Linked DNA regions of Bombyx mori: region 2 is linked to region 1. A link is a contact called in public Hi-C data. All regions are on one chromosome and are shown on one strand. Each heading gives the region's core, a stretch centred on a gene start, on an enhancer-like site or on the middle of the called end of the contact. The rest is flanking DNA. Distances are from core to core; before and after follow the strand shown.

Region 1 (3,157 bases), core at 269-2,768:
CGAAATATGTAAATATTTATTAAATTATTATTTTTAAAAACTCGACACTAGCAACAATAGGATCAAAAGAGGCCAATTGCCTTAATAGGAACTTAAAAAAAACTGATTTCTACTGATTTCCGATATACTTATGCATATGTATGTAGTGTCAAAGATTTGCGTATATTGAAAACTGTTTTTGTTAAATTGCAACGATTTCGGCAACGTCAAACTGAAATATCACAATATATACTAACAAAATCGCTGTTATTTTATGTCCACTTTAGCTCATCATTATCACAGCTTCAAGTGGCAGTACAATCAACGTTTCCGCTCCTGTTAATCTTAAATACCGACGGCGCTCAAGTGTTACGGCCGCGCCGAGCACATTGCGAGTTCGGGTTGAAGTTTGTAAACAGTCTCTTGACTTGCACGAAAGATACGAATAGTCAATTTTATGGTTGGGCCTAGGTTGGGCCGCTTTCACAATTCTGATCGTATTTGTTAGCTGTATAAAAAAAAAAAAAGTTTCTATTCGCATATTTTGTAGGTTGTGCTTTTTCCGTTACCATGTGCACGAAATACGATATGATATATTATATTGTGCCTTGAACTTTGTCGTCATAGTACATATCGACGCTTGAAAGGCAAACTTGACTAAGCGACAATGCTTGAAATTTACAGTAGACTAATTTAAAGTTGAAATACCTGAAAAAATTTATATTTTAACGAATCTAGCTGTAGGATTGAAATGATTTTAATAGACCTAGAAATATATATTTTTTGCGCATCGAATATGGTTATTGCCTATCATTTATGTATAAAGCAGTTATTGTCGCTTAGTCACGTTTGCCTTTCAAGCGTCGATATGTAGTTGTCATCATTTAATAAGCAGCGGCTTGGCTCTGCCCCTGGCATTGCTGACGTCCATGAGCGACGTTAACCACTTACCATCAGGTACGCCGTATGCTCGTCAGCGACGTTAGCCTACAAAGGCAATAAAAAAAATACATAAGTACACAATATGTGCCCTCTCTCTCTTTTCGATTTTTTATTTCAGAACAGATGCTAGTGTTCATTTTGTTCTTTAATATTGTGGTCAGTGTTTTTTCGTGTGACAAGAAACAATGTCAATCACACAATTTGACTCTATGGTTTGACTTCACTTCTGATTTCGATGTTTTCTCACTGACGTTCGCTGACAATGGATTTTCTAAATGTAGCCGCCAGTCATGTGATTGTTAATACCATCAACTCCGGTCACCGTCGCTTGCGACGAAGGGCTCGACGAGTGAATTAACCCATAGACACAGCCCACTGAGTTTCTCGCCGGATCTTCCACAGCGGGTCTCGTTTCCGATGCGGTGGTAGATTCTGCGAAGCACTGCTCTTGCTAGGGCCAGTGTTAGCAACACTCCCGGTTAGAGCCCAGTGAGCTCTCCTACACGTCAAGGAGAAGCTGAAATAGCCTCACAAGGCTATCAGTATAGGTAGGGGAAAAAACCCTGCTAATAAGAGCCGTGAGCATACATCCTTATACTGTTCGCCTCGTTGAAGTAGACACTTCGATTCTAAACAGTCAGTATGTTAGCACACAGTATCTAAGTGTATTGGTTTCTATTTTTCACATTTAACTCTATGAATGCTGAATTCATACAATCTTCACATTTTGTGTGGGTACTTAAAATGCGCATATATGAAGACAATTTTTAGAAAACATAAATGTTTGTAAGATACATACAATCTCGAATCCGCAGCTTCCTGTGTGCTTAGTGTGAGTTTTTTAACGCTGTCGATAGCGTAAAAGTTAACTCAAATTTGTATGACTTGGAACGTTTGCCGCTAGGGACGCTGTTTTTTACTGAACTTTTACGTTAAAGAAATGTTAAAAAATTCGCACTAAGCATACTGGTTGACCAACACGCATACTAGGTTATGAGTGGAATCGAATGGCACTCGTTAAATTGTATTGTAACTTTTCAAATTAGGAAGAAGAACTAAATAATGGACTTAAAACTTCTCAAATCTTCTTAATGCACTTAAGTAGGGTACTCATATAAATTTTATAAGTAAGTCAACTTCGATCTTTGGAAATATGTAAAGCCCCTTAAACGCCCCACCTCCGAGTATAACGTGACCTCCATCAAGACGGGACGGTGCTGACCCAAACCCAGAGTCTTATCAAATAATTATTTACGTTAACATTAAAAGCTTTTCGGAACACCGATTTTAAGGTGTAATTATGAATGCAAATTTAAGCCTTTCGTCGTTGATGTAACGACTAAATCTCCTTGTCGTTTCGCGGCCCGTTCGTAAATTAGCTTTTGGGCCCTTGGCCTCGCGCCAACTTCACGCCCCGCGCTAAAAAGGATCGCCCCGAAAATTTCCTAAAGAGGGTGTTATAAGCGTTTTTGATTACGTCCCACGATTGAGAATTTAATTGCGCTCAGAGGAAAGAGGGTTCTTTAATGTTTTTCAAAGAGACGAATGACATGGCTCGTTGGCTTGTTTTCTTTCTTCATGGAACTCATTTTGGAGTAAACGTAAACCCTCCTCGCGGGTAGGGATCCGGACTATTTTACCAAAGCGAATGACTTCGAGTCAAAGTATCTCGTGTATCTATATATTAATACGTGAAGCAAAAACTTTGTTCCCTTTTTACGAAAATTGCGCGGACGAAGGAGTATGAAAATTTCCACACTTATAGAGAATATAGAGAAGAAGTGCACAATGCTAATATTTTTTTAAAATAATGCATAAAAGATACATTAAATCAATAAAGAAAACATTACACACACTACATACTATGTATTTGACGCACACACGCATGTATACTATTTATTGTCAAACTTTTGTTCTTGACGTCTGTGGTCAAATTGAGAATAGATTAAATATTGTTTGTCTTTATTAATATTTTTTTATAAAGTAGCCTTGGCGAAATTTGTGATTAAGAAGTATAAAATACAATCATAATAGTGTACAAACTTACAATTCCAATTAATTATAGTCGAATTTCGACTACTGCGGGACCTCTAGTCCAAATAAAAACGTAACCAATTTGCAACATGAGATTGTGCCACAACCACAATCGTTGTTGTTAGTATAGTTAGAAAATGGGAAATTTTCAAATTCAGTAATAGTTCTTGGACTTTTCTTGAAATGTAGCAATTAAAAAGCC
Region 2 (3,157 bases), core at 193-2,692, 60 kb before region 1:
AAATTCTGTAGGAGTCACTGGTAAGTTCAGTTCTTTACAGAGGATTTCAGAGAGTCGTTGCTCTGTACCACCCAAGATCTTCATCATGAGCTCATTGGTGTATGTGTGGCCATATTGCGCACAAAGTTGCGTTATCATTTTTTTGTAAACTTGCTCGGTGTCTGGAAATTGAAAATGTTTTAATGGTTATTTTACCTTGCTTTCACAACTATATGCTACATCTAATTCAAAATGAAATTTATATTATATAAACAATTAGGACTATATATAAAAAAAATATAAAAAAATGTTATTTTGTTAGTTAAAAATGCTTTTTATTTCAATGTCTTCATTCGAGATGTTATTAGTTTATATGCTCTTTTAAACTAGTTTTATTTTTTGGTATGATATGGTTTATTTCAATGTAATAACATAAAAAATAATAAAATTATACAAACATACATACATACCTAATAACAAACCGTCCATATCAAATATACAGTGGGTGACGGTCTTAAAATTATTCGTCGAGTAGCATCGCGCGCCAACAGCTTTAGGAACCGTTCTTACTATTCTCAATAAATTAAACCTCATGATTGAACCAGTTACGTAAATACAACAACTAAATAATTAATAATTAACTAAAACCAAACAGTATCTCATTAGGTAAATATTAGTTTCTTAGATTGACTCAATAATCCTTTCGAAAACTTTTCGTAGTGTGAATTAATTAATTAAAATAAACGGAATATTATATTCAGACTGAACTTTGTCTGCATATGCAAACCTATTCTTTACCTACTTTAAGTTAGTTTATCCATTCTGCACTTTACAGTAGGAATCTGTAACAGTTACACTACTCTGTGGAAAGGAAATAAATTATAGTCGGATTTTTAATTAGACGAAGCCAACTGACAGTAGCTAATGTCACTTTGTGAAATAATGTTACTATATTTAAAGTAATAGTGATGCGTTCAGTTCTCGTTCAATCACATGAATGAACAATGAGTGTCAAGAGTTAATCATTAATTTCAAACTATAAAAGAATATTATTTATATTTTACAATAAAATTGTATTAAAGTGCTCCAATATATGTTACTAGTAGTATGTAACTACAATTAGTTTTTTTTATTTTCATTACATACCTATAATTGTTATATTTTATACATCTATAATTTCAACTATATGATGTATTGGAAATAGGACAGTCTTACAAGCTTCCTCGCAATGTTTTTCTTAATGTTTAAAACACTCGGTATTCAGTACAGGTAGATACTATAGGAACATAATATTTCGTCGAAAACTCATTGGTATGTACAAAGCACGCCTAAAATTCAAACCCCGTACCCGATATCGGCAATTCGGCACACCAACTATTCACTAGACAATCGAGGCAATTTCATTAATTCAGGAGTTTTTTCAATCATTCAATTTGTCACAACACTATTTTTATTTCATCAGAACCTGACAACACAGTAAACGTCAGTTGACTTCGTCTAATAAAAAATCCGACTATAGGTGATGCGAACAACAAATGATGTAAGTATAGAAAAAAATATTTTGTAATCAACTTTTAATTTTCATATTAATTAATTTTCAACTTGTGAATTGAAATTGTAATTTAATTCGTATTTTAGTAACATAGCAAAACTACAAGCTGGCAATGCTTCGAAGCTCGCTTTCGGCTGACTTCAGTCGTACAGTACAATACAGTCGGGCTGCGACCATCATGGATCGCAGTTGAACGGTCGCGGGTTGCGTGTGGCATCTCTTGTATCGTAAAATAATTTCAAGATATTAGTTTTTAATAATTTAATTAATGGACTTAGGGTTAAATTTGTGTTTCTAATAATTAAATTATATTCTTGAAAATCACTAAAACGGATGTGAGAGAGTGTTGTCGTATCGAACTGTCGCTTAACAAAAAATCGATTTTCGGATTCAATATGAAGAGTCTTATACTATTTCTTTTGACTGTGTGTTTTTTGGCGGGAGCCAATGCTGCCGATACGGAAATTTCGTGTACAAATGTGAAAAATATGTTTGAAAAGAAAGGGATGTCCGCGATGGTAGATATTCAACCGCAGCCAAACTCAGGTGAGAATCACGCGCCGCTCTACAGCTGAATGTGATAATGATAATGATAGTACATGATATGGTTGTTGTTAACATGCTTTCGCAAACGAAACACATGTTACAGATATTCTATTTTAAAGCACATTAACGGTAAAGCGGCGTAAAGTGTAGCTCAGTGTGGTTTATTTTAATCACTTCAAAAGAAAATTTATTCTCTGAAGAAAAATGCTTTATCGCTAAAACGAGAACAGTAGTTTTGTTAAATCGCCAGACTCGTGTTTGTTTGTATGTTGATGTTGTACCTACCTTCTAACAGCAAGTAAAACTTTGATAATAATGTAATAAAGCTTTTTTTTAATTTAAAGTATGATTCTTTGATTAGAACTACATGTAAATATTGTTTGTTCGAAATCGTTTATTAAATCGCTTTGTATAAAATCCAAACTATTTAATTTTAAAATTTAATCAGTCAAGTTCCTAAAGTAAAAATTTGTTAAAAAGATGCATTGTCTTGAAACGAATGCAGCGTAGAACAATCGAACCGTTAATGGCACGCTGTCCTTTTTTACCTGAGACATAAAAATAGAGATGCCCATGCATTGTATAAAATATTCTGGAATCTTGACAAAAAAAAAAGGAAACGCAGTTACTCTTTTAATTAATAGTACGTACTTATATTATTATATTTTTTATTGCATTACTTGTGGGACCTAATTTTAGTAGAATTTCATTGTCAATGTTTCTTTGAATATTGGCATGGACAGTCTAAAATCATTAAAGTCATAATGTACTGACTGCCTTGATTAAATCAACCCCAGTCTTTGGTAGATTGAAAGCACGACTATCTATCCAGGAAGGTAAACCATAGGTATTGAGTACCATTAGTTGGCTCGTTTCTGAATATAATTATTTTCCAGTTAAACCATTTTTGTTTTTACCGTCACCTTGAAGTGACGACTATTTTCAATTACGATTAAAAACTTTCAGAAAGCATTCAACGTTATGGTCGAAAAAAATACAAAGTTCTCAGATCTAGAGTCACGTGGGTGTAGTTGTCTTAGTGGGCGGTAACATGAAATGCTCATATTGCAACATACTTGT

Evidence for each region. A called contact is a pair of places that touch in the nucleus more often than the background predicts.
Region 2: a Hi-C map of midgut shows a contact between it and region 1, with 1.7 times the contacts expected there. The contact joins the promoter of LOC101745556 here to the enhancer-like site in region 1. A contact is called at or near these places in 2 of 7 Hi-C or Micro-C datasets (midgut and whole pupa).

Annotation. Positions count from the first base shown.
Region 1 is chr15:15,785,287-15,788,443 of ASM3026992v2, reverse strand. All of the region lies in intron 2 of LOC101745556 (glypican-4), which reads left to right. Among protein-coding and RNA genes, the nearest start is that of LOC101745556, 61 kb to the left of the region's middle. Within about 2 kb of position 1,518, at least 1 of the 8 cell types and tissues checked has open chromatin away from gene starts, as enhancers often do.
Region 2 is chr15:15,845,658-15,848,814 of ASM3026992v2, reverse strand. It overlaps LOC101745556 (glypican-4), which reads left to right and starts at 1,442. Exons shown (of 12, transcript XM_004923048.5): 1 at 1,442-1,519; 2 at 1,618-2,077. The coding sequence starts at 1,927. LOC101738730 (probable pseudouridine-5'-phosphatase) reads right to left here and starts at 918. Exons shown (of 4, transcript XM_004923003.5): 1 at 450-918; 2 at 1-161. The coding sequence starts at 573.